2 separate regions of the Athene noctua genome follow, and region 2 is linked to region 1. The links are chromatin contacts, called in public Hi-C maps. All regions are on one chromosome and are shown on one strand. Each heading gives the region's core, a stretch centred on a gene start, on an enhancer-like site or on the middle of the called end of the contact. The rest is flanking DNA. Distances are from core to core; before and after follow the strand shown. Region 1 holds the start of PEDS1 (plasmanylethanolamine desaturase 1). Region 2 holds the start of PTPN1 (protein tyrosine phosphatase non-receptor type 1).

The links. Hi-C and Micro-C count contacts between places; a contact is called where the count stands out from the background.
Region 2: a Hi-C map of heart shows a contact between it and region 1, with 4 times the contacts expected there. The contact joins the promoter of PTPN1 here to the promoter of PEDS1 in region 1. A contact is called at or near these places in 2 of 2 Hi-C or Micro-C datasets (heart and liver).

The regions. Positions count from the first base shown.
Region 1 is chr16:8,287,109-8,294,138 of bAthNoc1.hap1.1, reverse strand. PEDS1 (plasmanylethanolamine desaturase 1) reads left to right here and starts at 5,569. Exons shown (of 5, transcript XM_074920560.1): 1 at 5,569-5,843. The coding sequence starts at 5,573.
Region 2 is chr16:8,459,691-8,467,183 of bAthNoc1.hap1.1, reverse strand. It overlaps PTPN1 (protein tyrosine phosphatase non-receptor type 1), which reads right to left and starts at 2,200. Exons shown (of 9, transcript XM_074920256.1): 1 at 2,038-2,200. The coding sequence starts at 2,199.

The DNA of each region.
Region 1 (7,030 bases), core at 4,320-6,819:
TCTGATGCAATAGAATCCAGATTCCTCTACATTAATGTGTGGAACAGTATAGATAACTGGGAGGGTAACAGAAAGATACCAGAATGGTGAAAAGGTGGAGGGAAGAATCTCATCCTCGCTGCTTATTTCTGTCATGAATTGAATTCTGCTCTCCAGTTTCCCTTTTGTACTGTAGAAGCCACAGCTTTCCAGCTCCAGACTCAGAGCTACAATAAAGCATTGCAGAGGCATTTTCTTCCTGGAAATTGTCTTATGTTCCAGGATTTCTTGCAGGCTCTCCCGTTCATGCGCTCCAGGTCTACAGCAGCTGTCCCTGGAAGGACACCGGCTTTGGGGAGATGCTGTTGGTTTAATGGTGACGGCTGAAACACTGAAGTGTTTATAAGAACGTCTTGTGGACTGAGGATCATACTCTGGAAAAAGGCTGGCTGTAAGTTCTGATGCTTCTTGCTGCAGACTTGTCTCATGCATTATTTCCCTTGAGATAGCTCTTAGCAGATCGTTAAGATCAGAGCTGCATCAGGCTAAACCCTGTGTGAACACAGCTGCTCACCCCTAGATCTGCGGTCTAAAACAACATGGAGGGGCAGAAGAGGGGCAAAGAAGAAAGAAGTTAATCCCAGAACTTGCATCAACAGACAAGATGCGGTAGGTAGTATGTTGGAGGTGAGCTTAAGAGGAGAACGTGAGGGGTTCCAGAGCAGAGTGGTATCGATGCAAGCAAGCAGGCTGGGAGAGAGCACAGAGGTGGTGTGGGAAGGTCTCTGGGGGATAGGAGGGGACCTTGCCTGAAAGCCTGACTTAAGTGGAGCAGTGTTGCAATAAAGGCAGCAGAATAGAGAAGTAAAATTGAAATATATTTCTGAGCATGTTGTGTGCTCTGTTTTTTCTTCTTCCTAGCCCCAGGTCTCTCTTTATACAGCCGCACACCTTACGCCAATAACAACTCGCAAGTTGTACCTGGCAGAGGCCAGATTTCAATCCATTGCTTTCCAGTTGCCGTTCTCTGCTGTAAAAAAACAGCACTTGTGAAATGTCAGACAGGGACAATGTCTCAACTCGGAGAGAGGTTGGCTCTCCTTCCGTCTCCCCCAGCTCTTAGACCAGGCTCGAGACTTTGCCTTATTTTAACATAAAAACCGATTGCCACATGCTTTCCTCTCTTCTGAAACCACAGCTGTGATACTCTGCCTCGCAGTCCCCAGTGGCAGGGAGCTCCCCAGGCGGTTGCAGGCCATGTCTCCTGGCCTCCTTTGGTTCTTTTGTTACAGAGCAGAGTCCTCCCCCTGCCTAAGTGCTCCCTCACCCCTTGTTCCCTTGTGACATGCTGATGCTCGGGTATTTGTTGGTCTTCTGCTGATTTTCTGCTCACCTCTGAACTAGCATGCTTGGCCTTTGCAGTGCTTGGGTTGCTCAGCCCCCACTTTACGCGTTGCTCTTTGCCCTACAAAGTGCTGCAGAGACGACACCCGGAGATTGGCACCACTGCCTCCAGCCGGTGGGACAACACGAGTGAAATACCTTCCCTACCAGACTGAAAATTTTCCAGAGCAAATTGGAGGTCAGAGCACTCACTCTGTGGTCTGTGAAAGAAAAGGAGGGAGAGTTAGAGAGCACACAAACACCCGTGAAGGGAACAGTGACAAAGCAGAAGCTACAGTCTCCAGCCCTGTGTTGTAGAGAAAGTCCATGCTGAAGCCATTTGGCTGGCAAGACGTGGGCTGTTTTTCTGAGCAGGGAGAGTAAGAGTTGACTTTGTATTTTATGAGTAGGCTGTTTTCTTGTATTCAAAAAAAAAAAAAAAAAAAAAGGCAGAGAAGTTGCTGTTCACTCACTTTCCAGAAGTTCTCTGTAGTTCTCTGACATTTCCTAGGTAATCATAGCCTCCCACTTTGATTAATTTGTTACAAATCATGTATTTTTCTAGCATATCCAAGCTTTTGAAAGATCCATCAAGGGAACAGGAATCCTATCCTTCCAGGATACCCTGCCAAGTGTCAGAAGTTCCCAGTAACAGAACCTGATAATTTATTTAAGAAATTTCTAAAAGAGGAGAACCATTCAGAGGTCCTGAGGCTGCAGGCCAGGTAGCTGGAACTTCATGGTGTGTATTGCCAGGGGCTGCATAAACCAAGGGAAATCTTAGAGTGTGACAGGAGAGTGGGCTTAAGTGAAGAATTAGAAGATTTTTCTTTATTAAAAGCATTAAAGGTCGTCCATGCTCTAGGCTGTACAAATACTTTTTTTTTCCCTTTTGCTCTCATCTTGTGTCGAGCACCACGGGGTAAGTGGGGCTGCCAGGGAATCAGTTAGGACTTGTTGTGTGAGTCCTGGCATCTGGGCTGGTCTGGGTCAGCTGGCAGCTGGCCTTGGGCGACTGGGCACCAGGGGGGGACAGGCACTGCGTCCCCCCGCCGCACCTCGCCCCCGGTCCCCGGCATCTCCCCGTCTGTGCGCTTCTGGCTCCGGACGGGGCCGTAGGAGCGGCTATTCCAGCTCTCCCACCCGCTGACACCTTCCCATGCCGGGAGCCGCCGCCAGCGCTGCGCCAGGTTCTGGCCAGGTTCTGCTGCCTGCGCGCCCGGTGGCTCGGAAGGAGCCCGGGCTGCACGGGGCGGGTGTGAGGCGAGAGGCGGGAGCCAGAGCGCGGCTCCGCGCTGACCGGCGGCCGTGGCGGGGGCAGCGGCGGGAGGGGGAGGCGCGGGGAGAACTCGAGGTGGCCGGGCTGCTGCGGAGCGGCGGCGTGAGGCGGCAGCCGGGCCCTGCAGCCGTTAAGGGGAGGCGGGCGGGCGGGCTCCGCAGGCGGTGATGGGGTCCTCCGTGAGGGACCCTCAGAACCCCGTTCTTTGGGCGACGTCGCCAGCAGCTCCGCGCTGGAGGGCGGAAGGCTCCGCCGCGGTGTCCCGGCCGCGGGGCGGCTCGGCCGGGGCGGGGCCGAACGCGCGGGGCCTCGCGCACGGCAGGAGCGCGGCGCCCCCCGCCGCCCCGTCACCGGGCTTAGAGCGCCACCTGGCGGCGCGGCGCGGCAGGACCGGGCCGGGGCGCTGGCGGGAACGCGCAGCCCTGCGGCGCCGCGGGCGCTTTGCCGGAGGGTTTTGCCCGGGAGCCGCGGGCCGGGGCTCTCGGAAGCGGAGCGCGGCCTGCCCCGCCGCCCGGGCCCGCTCCCTCCCCGGGGCCTGCAGGCGGCGCATGCCCGGGGCCTTCCCGCGGAGGGCCGGGAGCCGAACGCAGCAGCGCGGCGGTGCCGCCCCTGAGCTGCCCGGGGCTGGGCTCTCTCAAAGGGCTCTTCATGGTAACGTGGCCTCTCGTACTCCGATACGGGCCTTATCTTCTCCAAACAGCATCAGGATTTTCCCGCAGAATTACTCTGTTAACGCAGCCCTTCTGCTCAGCCTCAGCAGCCTTGTCCCAGCTACGCTGACACCTGTAGCTCACCTGATACTTCACTGTTCAGGTGATTCTAAAAGCCGTTGCACTCGCACAACACTAAAAATCCTCGTGGTTCACCCTTCCTTGGCGGTACTATGCCTGTACCAGCGTTTGGAGTTCCGCCTGAGTCTATGAACTAACTTACTGTTTTTCCCTTCTCCCCCAGATGATGATGATGAAAGAGAAACGTTCTTCAGATGTGTCCCAAGGGCTGGTTTGTCTCTAGGAAAGGACCAAACCCTCTGCCTCATGGTCTGTCTTGTCACACTGAGGTGAGATTAGAAGAGTCTTCAAAGCACCTTTTTCCTTTTGCAAGGTTTGTCTTTAGGCAGCTACACTGATGTTATTACAGACAAATGCACCTTTAGTCCAGCAAAAGGCAAAACTAATAACCACCTTCCAAGAGAACTTGATAGCACATCCAAAGCCAGACCTTGCTAGCAATTTGCTGCTTTTTCTTCGTACTGACAGGCCTTTTCACCCGACAAAACAAGGTGGCTAACAGACGTTGAAGGTATCTTGGGAAACACTCCCAAGAGCTGTTTATATCTTTCCTCTAACTTACACATTCATAATGGGGACATATGGTCACAGATCTCAAAGCACATTTAAAGGTGCCATGTCCTCCTGAACTGACATGAATTCATACACATTTACACCAATTCTGTACTAACATTATTGAGGTCACTGTGACCCTGAGAGGATCTTAGCAAAACCCTTGGCATCAGAGCAGCCTAACAAAAGTCTAATGAAAATATCATCATCCCTCGATGTCAGAATATTCCCATCCCTCGGTCTAAACACAGCCCGGTCCAACAAATTGAGGCACCTGAAGCTAATGCCTTTTAATTGGCTTATTACCCAATTAACAGAAAAAACCCTCCATCAAGTAAATGCTGCCTTCTGCATTGTCAGCAAATCATTGTCATCTAGAGTTTCCAGAACTTTTGAGAGAGAGAGATATCTATATATATAAAACTCTTGATGAGTCCAGGACTCATTGAATTCCTGAGCCATTTTTTCATTAAGAACCACTGATTTGAGCACATGATCCCAGCTAATTGTTAATTAACTTGTGATCCTCCAAGCAGCCGGGCAGGCTCTGGGAGGCACACTACATGCTTTTCACTACTTCAGAAACGTGGCCAATTCAGAGCGCTGTGAAGTGACAGCACAGAGCAGCCCTTGACTCTTGGCTTGGTCAAGTTTTAGGAAATTCTCGGTGGTTTGATGTAACTGGCATTTCTCTTCCAGCTCTGTGGAGGGGGAGCCTGCAGGCTACAGGCGCAGGATCAGCGTTTGCCCCTCAGGTAGGTGTGATGTGCCGCAGGTTGTGCTTTGCCATCATTTTGGCCTTGCTGTCAAGGCACGGAGAAGGATTTTATTCACCGTGGTGGATCGTTTTCAGACCTTTGGATTAAACAGACATTTGGTTTAGTATTTCACCCTCTGTAAATGGATCTATTTGTAATGTTTAAGTGAAATCTATTTGAAACACATGCTTTAGTGCTATTTTATTTGATGCTCAAATCAATCTGTTGCAGAAATTATTTTTATAACGTGATGTAGTACTTAGCTATTGCTAGGGGCTTTTTTTCTTTTTTTTTCCATATTGGAATGTGTTTATTTGGGGTCAGTGAGAGCATCCGCGAGCGGCTTTAACCGCCTCTGTGAAGGAACACGCCCTGGATCACCCCACAAAGGGACCTAAACTGATTTTATTGGCACGATTACGGTCTGGGGGTGTCACAGCAGACGGGGGGCTCCAGCCGCCCAGTTAACGCCGCGCGGGTAATGGCCGCCCGCAGCGCCGCCAGGGGGCGCGCCTGGCACCGGGCGGGGAGGGCGGACACCGGGGCGGGGGGCAGTGCCGGGACCTGCCCGCCCAGCGCCCCCGGCCCGGCCCGGCCCGGCCCCGGCTGCCGCCAGCGCCTCCGCCCGGTCCCGCCGCCAGCTGCGGCCCGCGGGGCGGGGCGCCGCCAGCTGCGCCACCGCCCCTGTCGCCACCCATTGGCTCCTCCGCGCCGGGCGGCGCCGCCCGTTGGCCCGGCGGCGGCGGGAGGCGGTGCCGGGGCGTGGCTGGGCGCGCCCGCCGCCCCCTCCCCCTCCCCGCCGCAGCGCCGCGGCGCGGCCCCATTTCCCGATGCTGCCGCGGGCCGCAGCGCTGCCGCCGGGCGCCTCGCCGGGGCCTGGGCGCCGCTCGCCGCCGCCCGCCGGCCTCGGGGAGGACGAGGAGGAGGAGCCGCCGCCGCGGGGCCGGGCCATGGCGAGCGGCGGCGCCGCCGAGAGCGTCCCGCGCCGGGCGGAGGCGACGGGGCCGCAGGCGGAGGCCGCGGAGGAGCCCGAGGGCGGCAGCCGGCGGTGGGGCGCGCAGCACGCCGGGGCCCGCGAGCTGGCCGAGCTCTACTCCCCAGGTGAGGGCGGGAGATTCCCGCGGCGGGGCCGGCTCCCCTCGGCCCCCGCCCCGACGGCGGCGCGGCTCCAGGGAGCCCCGGAGGAGCGGGGAGGGCGGGGGTCGGGCAGGGCCCTGCCGGGCGAGGCGGCCCGGGGCTGCCGGCGGGGGGATGCCGCGTGCCCACCGCCCCGCGTCCGTCTGCTGGTCGCCCGCACCTCGGCCTGGGCAGAGCTGGCGAGCGTGGCTACTGAAAGCAGGTCTAAGAAACAGGCTGCGCTGCTGGGGGGAAGGCTTTCAAACTAGAGAGCGCCCAGGATGACTGCTCTTCCCTTTGAAAACAAAAAGTTAATCTTTCCACCCAAAAGCAGGTGTACGAATCCGGTTGCTAAGCAAGGTGACAGCTGAAGCTTTTGCTGCAGGATATTTATTCAGTGGATTACTGAGGTACCCAGTTCTGGCACCTCGGAAAGGGATGGAGGGATGTTGACTTTTTGCTTTAGTCTTGTCTTCCTGAAGCTTGCTGGTTGTCAGAGCTCAGTAGTGACAGCAGCTATTTGATTACGCTATGGAAATAACTGTGGGCTTCTTAATATGTCGTTTGTTTTTAGCTTACAGTGTGAGCAATGCTAGGTTTTGTTGCCATTCCCAGTGAATTCATTTGCAGGTGAAGGATCAGGAAAGGGGAGACATGTTTTCAGCATCTTGCTGTTTCCAGCAGGTCACCTGAGCAGCTTAGCTTGCACATTCAAGGCAATGTTCTTACTTGGGCAGAGCCAAGTAATGATGAGAAAATCATTAATTAGTTTGCCAGTTTTCTAGACTGTTCAGGGTAAGTCTGCCTGTTTCAGCTTGTATCGGTCACCTCTTCCTTGCCTTGAGATAAGGTGGTGTGTGACGTCTTTCAGCTGGTCTAGATAGGCACTTCTGATCCAGGTGGTGACTGATTCCTGTGCTTTGCAGAAAAGCAGTAACTAACTTTACTACTGCACTGTGCTCTTACTCATAAGGGAAAGATTTTCTTCCCCAAACAACTTGCTACCCTTGTCTTTAGCTGTAGATGGAAGTTCCTGGGAAGTCTGAAGTAGCGTATGCATAGTGGTATCTATCGGCAGTGAGTTGTGATATTAGAGGTGCAATTTTTTTCTGGTGTTACATAAATAACTTGCATAAACAACGTCAGAACGTGTGTTAGCAGTGGAAGCACAT
Region 2 (7,493 bases), core at 951-3,450, 180 kb before region 1:
AATCATAACACCTAGGTACTAGAAGACTAGTACTTGTACCTAGTAATTGTACTAGGTACAATTAACTTGGAGGAAAACATTCTTCTGCACCAATAACATATATTATTCTACTTATTCCAGTCTTCAGGCAAAGATTGGTATTTGTAGAAAAAATGCGTTGTTAATGTCACAGGCCAGACATCAAAAGCACAGATTATAGTGAAGTACATTGTTCTTCCAGATGTGTCATTTTCAACAGCTGATATTTAAAAGCAGGATGCAGTTGAGAAATTGAGTTACATGACATAAATGCACATGCTTACTAATCAACCTTAAGGAAAAAAAAAAAAGAAAAAGCTCACATCTCGTGCCTGTCAATAGTTGGATGCAAATCAAAGAATCACTTTATGCGTTTGATGTTTTCGGTGGCTTTTTTTTTTGAGTTGAATTTTAGTCCTCAATCAAATGTCGTGCTGTGCCAGTCTGAGCAGGCTACTGAGTCACATCATTCAAAGAAAGTAGGACAAAAATATCACTGAATGCTGATCCCCCATTGAAAATATGCCACAGTCCCTCATTCTCCTTATACATTCTCCTTATACATTTCACTTCTGTAATTAAATAGTACCAGTAGAAATATACCACCTCCATCACAGAGCTACATTACTCGAAATCATTTCCTGAGCACTAAGCCTGCAACATACCAAATCGTCAAGAACGGTTTAGCAAAAACATAACGTCATATACGCACATGACTTTCAACTGATACAGTCAGAAAGCACTGAAACTCTGCAGGAAATTAAATACTCTAACAAAAAATGGACCCTCTGAAAACCACACTCCAAATTTCATGCTTATGCTCTAATTACCAAACAACTGGAGATGTTTGCAAGCTACTACTTTTAAAACCTGCCTGCTGTGATTCTGAAACCGGAGTTTATTTATTTCACTTTTGTAAACCTCCACTCCTCCTTTTAAATGTCTATTGCCAGAGAGTTTCATAGTGAAAGGGGAGCAAAGCCCAGCTTCTCTGTTGCAAATATGAACTCATTAGTTTATGCAATATACCTGCTTAAACATTCAAATGGATTTTACAGTAACGCTGCCTGAGCTGACTGAACACATCCGCCCAACCATTCATGTACCTCATCTTCTCTTAAGCTTCATTTTGGATAAGTGTGCAAAGAACTTTTTCAAGAGAAAATCCCTAATTTCTGTTCCTTGTAGGTGTGAGGCTGGGTCCAGTCGGCCAAGATTCTTACAAGCATTCATATTTGCCACGCAGGTTTTTTAAAATGTCACAAGAAATCTAAATGCAGTAAACGAAATAAAAAAAAATAGTACCAGAGAACTGCACAAGCGTTACTAACAAGCTGTTTTCAGGCTTGGTTCTAATATTAAAGTGACCGAAAAGCTAGGTGCATGCAGTGCTGCCCATCACTGTTTCTCTGTAAGAAAATAAAAAAAAAAAACACGAAACAAAAGACAAAGAAGAGACTTAGATTTACTCCCTGAAGGTTAGGAAGGGGCCAGTTCTAATCAGTCACTGAGAGTTCGGGTCCCCGTCGGCTCCCGGGGGAGCTGGCAGAGGAAGCTCCTTCCAGGCGCGGGGCAGCGGCGCGGGGCCGGGCAGCGCGGCGGGAGGCCCCGGCCCGCCGGAGCCCCGCGGCACAGCCGTGCCGCTGCGGGGGGTAGCGGCGCCCCGCGCTCCCCGCCCCCGAGGGGCGAAGGAGGTGAGGGGGGCTTTGCTGCGGAGGGAAGGGGTGCTCCCGCTGCCTCCCAGCGCCGGGGGAAAGGAGAAGGCGGGCAGAGCGGAGCGGCCGGGCAGCCCGCAGCTTGTTGCGGGAGGGGAGCGCGGAGCGGGAAGCTCCGACCCCGGGAGAGGGGAGGCGGAGGGCAGCGCTCCCCCCGCAGGGCCCTGGGCAGCTGGGGCGCACACACGCCGCGGGGCTGGGAGCGGGGGGGAGCAGAATCAGGCGGCAGCGGAGAGGGGGTGAGGGAAGGAGCGCTCAGCGCCGGGGCTGGCGGGGCAGAGCCGAGCCGAGCCGTGCCCCTCACCTGGTAGATGGCGGCCCAGCTGGCGGCCTGGTCGAGCCGGTGGAACTCCTTCTCGATCTCCATGGTGGGGGCGCCGCGCCCGGCCTGGCCCCCCGGCGCCGCTCCCGCCCGCCGCTCCGGCAGCTCCGGCTGCTCCCGAGGCCGCGGCTCCCCGCTCTGCATGTCACCCCTCCCTCCACCCCGCCGGAACTACGCACCCGCCCCGGCGACGCGACGTCCGGGGCGGCCGCGGGGCCTGCGGGGCGGCGGAGAGGCGGCGGCCTGCGGCGGGGCTGTGCCGGGCGCTGCCCGCTCGCCTCAGGCCGGGGAGGCAGCGCCGTCCTCCCGCCGGGGCGCGGCTGCCCCTCGGCCCGCTCAGCCGGCAGAGAGCCGCCGTGGGCCGCAAACGGGGCGGGCTCGGGGGCCGCCAGCCCCGCCGTCCCGGCCGGGGCCGCGCTGACAGGTAGGGCGGCCCCGGCAGGGCGAGGGGCCGCAGGCGGCAGCGGGGGGTCCCGGCACACAGAGACCGAGCCCCTGGTTGTTGCGCTTCGGGCCCCAGGCTGGCGTCATGAGCTTTCGGAGCCGCGAGGAAGGGCTTGGGCCACGTTTTCCAGCTCTTCGTCTGCGGCAAGCGGGTCAGACATTTCTGAAAATTCTCATGCGGCCATGGGATTGCGGAGGAAGGGCCGTACGGAGAGCGGCGGGCTGGCAGCAGGTGCCTGGAGTGGCAGTGCAGGGTCCCTGGGTGTACGTGCGTGTGCTCCCCTCAGAGATGGGGGAGACCTTCTCTCTCCTTGCAGTCAGAAGATGGAGAGTATTAAATGTATTTCTGTCCGTTGTCCCGTACCCTTTGATTTAAAGGAATGTGTGACATGACAGGGTCCGAGTGGAGTTTGACCATCAGTCCTCGGCTGTTGGATTCCTACTCTGAAATGTCCATTACTATCAAGGTGCTATAGTCTTATCCCAGAAGGTAAACATTTGTGGTTTTATCCCACCCTTTTTGTAAGGCCATTCATTCGTAGCCTACAAATCTTATTAGAGAGCCAGCATCTTTCTTCCCGAGTTTAAAGAGCAGATGTTCCAAACATATGGACATAGTTATCCTATGTATAATGCTGGAACATACTTTGTTTCCAAAGCATGAATTTTACTCCTCATGTCAGCCAGCTCCTGTTTGTTAGGTTACTATTTCTCAGGCATTTAGAGAATACTGTTACTGAGGGGTGGTGCAGGCTTGGCATACCTGGTATCTCTGCAGCATGAATGCTGACCCAAAATAAGGTTGTGAGGGTGGGTGTGTAGGATTGACATTTTTCATCAGTGAATTTGATGATAAACACTCTAAGTACAGCACGGATTAAAAGCTGAGAGTGGTAGAGTTCTCAACAGGCAAGATGTATCTGTTGCTGAAGACAGAAGTATTTCATAGCTGAGCTGCAGCCCTTGCACCCCTTAGCTATTCCTGCTGGAAGAAGCTCTTCCATTGCTTTTCCTGATTGTTCTACCGTGCACTTTTTGGAAGAGACTCCCTTTCAGTGTTCAGCCCCAGAATGCCACCCTGTTCAAGACTGGCTTATTAGGCTACTTAAGTGCAAATGGACGCTGTCTGAGAAGAAAGGATTAGTCAGAGATGTGAGCTGAGGGGCACAGAATTTTGGGGGAGGGTTAATAATAACACCCTAAAGGGAAGCTGTGGAAAGCATCTTAATAGGATAAACGACTTAACCTAGGTAAACAATGAAACATTATTCTCTAGTCAGCTGCTGCACATAGCATAGAGGCATTAGCAGATGGTATTAAAAAGATTTTTTGCCTTTCTTACTGCATGGGCTTTCTCTTGACCTGATTTTCGGAACTAGGCAGATGTTATATTAGTCCCGTGAATGAAAAGGTTTCCACCTATTGAAACTTGCTTCCATATTACTAGAAGCACCAGATGGGGGACTGCATCCTCTCTCCCAGTCTGGCTGCTCTGAGGCGGTATCCTTATCTGGAGTCCATTTTTAACCTACTGGACCTGGGAACATAACAGCAAATTGAACAACTTTGCTGCTTTCCTCTTTCCCTGTGATTTCAGGGTCAGGAATTACGAACGTATGTGGGGAGTCTTTCTGTGTTTCAGTGATTCCACACTGAGAGATGTGTCTTTATAGTGTCGCCAAAGGGCAGTTCCTGTGGATGGCCATTTTTCATGCAGGCATAAACCTGATCCTACCTAGAAGAGGTCAAATGCTACAGCTAAATGCAACTGAATTACTGTGGTGCATAAGCATTTTATAAAGGAAGATAGCATACAATCTTTTATGCTTATGTCACCTGAATGCATGGAATAAATAAAATCAGTACAAGTCCTTCAGTCAATGATTCATCAGCAATATATTCTGCTAAGTGTGTACTGTTGTCACAGAAATAATTGCCTTGATTAACAAAAACTCACTTTATACCCTGAACAAATTGGTATTCAGCTGACAATTTCGTATAGTAACCCAGAAAATAAGAGATTATAAAAATTGCCAGCATATATTACATTTCTTCACAAATCTATCACAGTTGCAGTATGTGTGGCCAGTAACATTTTAAAATGTGTCAGTCTGGTTCAATGAGTGATTTTATTAAATAACTGGAAATTTTGAAGGGGATAGATGATGATATAAATATTTGCTTTTACCTATATATGCCTATATAAAAGAAGTAAGAAACAATTTGCAGCAGTGATACACATGGTGACTCCTGTTTCAGAAAAGCACAACTAATTGATGCATATGCTATTGAATTCTTTTGGCTTTATTTTTACATACAGTTTCAGCAATAATACATGCAATGATATCCACAGCTAAAAAACTGAGACCCTTACAATATATAGTTAGGTACTAGTTTGTGTCAAATAATAAGCTTCATCTTTCTGGCACCTTGTGGTGCTACAGCATTGTAAAGGGCACGTCACCCACTTTGTGGAACCATCAAGTGCATTCTGAAGGTGAGAATTCTGGAATTCCTCCTATGGAGTAGGGAAGAGCACCTCACCTTTTTCTTTGTAACTGTTGTAGGGGCTTGTAGTAGTTTTTACTTGTCCTCTAATACATACTAGGCTCTAGCTACCCACAAAACAATGTGAAATAGCCTGGCCCTGAGTTTAAAAATGAACATTAGCAGAACAATGAAACCAACTCTATTATTTTTAATTCATTTGAAACCCATAAAATAACTTAGTCTAATCACGTTAAAGTCTTTAATTTGCCTTTCTGCTAACAATATTCAGCATTTTGAGATGACCTAGTTTAAAACAGCCAATGTCATAAATCATCACTGAAGTGAAGACCAAATGCCAGGTTCTGCCCTTGGGCCACAACAACCCCCAGCAGCGCTACAGGCCTGGGGAGGAGTGGCTGGAGAGCTGCCAGTCAGAGAGGGACCTGGGGGGGTGATTGACAGCCGGCTGAACAGGAGCCAGCAGTGTGCCCAGGTGGCCAAGAAGGCCAATGGCATCCTGGCTTGTGTCAGCAGTAGCATGGCCAGCAGGGACAGGGAAGGGATCTGACCCCTGTACTCGGCACTGGTGAGGCTACCCCTTGATTCCTGTGTTCAGTTTTGGGCCCCTCACTACAAAAAGGACATTGAGTGACTCGAGCGTGTCCAGAGAAGGGCAACGGAGCTGGGGCAGGGTCTGGAGCACAGGTCGTACGAGGAGCGGCTGCGGGAACTGGGGGGGTTTAGTCTGGAGAAGAGGAGGCTGAGGGGAGACCTCATCGCCCTCTACAGCTCCCTGAAAGGAGGGTGCAGTGAGCTGGGAATGAGTCTCTTTAAACAATAAGTGATAGGACAAGAGGGAACGGCCTCAAGTTGCATCAGGGAAGGTTTAGGCTGGATATTAGGAAGCATTTCTTTCCAGAATGGGTTGCTGCGTGTTGGAATGGGCTGCCCAGGGAGGTGGTGGAGTCCCCATCCCTGGAGGGGTTTAAGAGTCGGGCCAACATAGCGCTGAGGGATCTGGTGTAGTTGGGAACTGTCAGTGTCAGGTTAATGCTTGGACTGGATAATCTTCAAAGTCTTTTCCAACTTAGATGATTCTGTTTCCAAATATGATACATATTGTTCCTTCACTGTTTGTTTTTCAAACGCAATTTTGTAGTTACATTAAGCCAGTTCTAGCAGGCTGCATCTCCGTGTACAACTGGGGAGCTCGTCATTCACATTCGACACACTTAATGCTGTTGCACTGTACATATTTGTATCATCTCTATTTAGCAGAAATATAATCTCGAATAAAACAACTCAGACACATCGTAGCCATTCCTCATTCCAATTTTCTCTTAAAGAAGAGGAAAGTTCAGTTCTGTTCTGATTTTCCTCTCACTAGTATTACATCATCACACAAGGCTCTAATGATTCACATGTTATGGCTTGGTTACTTTGAAGTACCTGTAAGTTCATGAGCAAAATCCAGTGCAATTGATCATTGTCATATGGTGTAAATAGTGTGGTTTGCTTTTGATTTTGTTATGATGTTAGCATCAGTTTTAATGTGATAAAACTATTCTTGATTTATATTACTGTATGCAAGATCAGGATCAAGCCTGGTGTATTCTAACTTGGTATGACTTCTGTGGTAAAATTGTACATTAGCTTGTAATTTTTTAATACTAAGGTTACATACACAAATTAATACTCAGGCTCAGGTAACTTTGAAGCTTCCTGAAGAGGTAAGCGGTTAAGAGTGGAACTTAGAAAAAATAGCATGCTTAATGGAGACTCAGAATGAGAGACTTCAGTAGGAAGTAGCAGAAATAGGAAGCTATTAAATATTTTAGTTCATACACTCTGAGAGGCTTAGGCATCTAAGTTAAGGGTTCAGGAAAGTATGTATCTCTGAATTCACAGACCTGAGCCACCTTCAGGAGTGAGATGCACAAGCCAGATTACTTTTTTAATAGAAAGAGTGTAAATGTAATAAGGAACATGGGTTAAAGGACAAAATTACTATATCCCAAGTCTTAGGCAACTTGTCAGAAAGAACAGTCAGATTCTAGCCATGCTGGTGGTCTGTGCAAAAGAGTTTCACATACATAAGGGAGGCTAAAAGACCTCCACACCAGACTCCATGACCTCATGGTTAGGGAACTGCTGTGATGTGAAAGATGTGTTTCCTCAGGCAGGGGCAAGAGTTGAACATAGGTCTGCCACATCCTGGTTTAGTAAGAGATCTAACCACTGAGGTAGTAGTTGAAAGGTGATTCCCATCCACGGCTCCTTTCTTTGTTTTCAGAATGTGGTCTGCTGGTGCCTTGAGTCTGTCTTCAGGACCAGGTTTCTCAAGGAACATAAGTGTGGAGAAACTATTTGGGAGCTGGAGGCTTACAGGAAAGAGAGAAGCTAATTTAGGCAACTGTGTCAAAACTGAGGGAATTTTGTTCAAGTAGAGAATTTTAGCCTCGGAGTTTTATGCCGGTGATCAAAGAGACCTTGTAATTTAACAA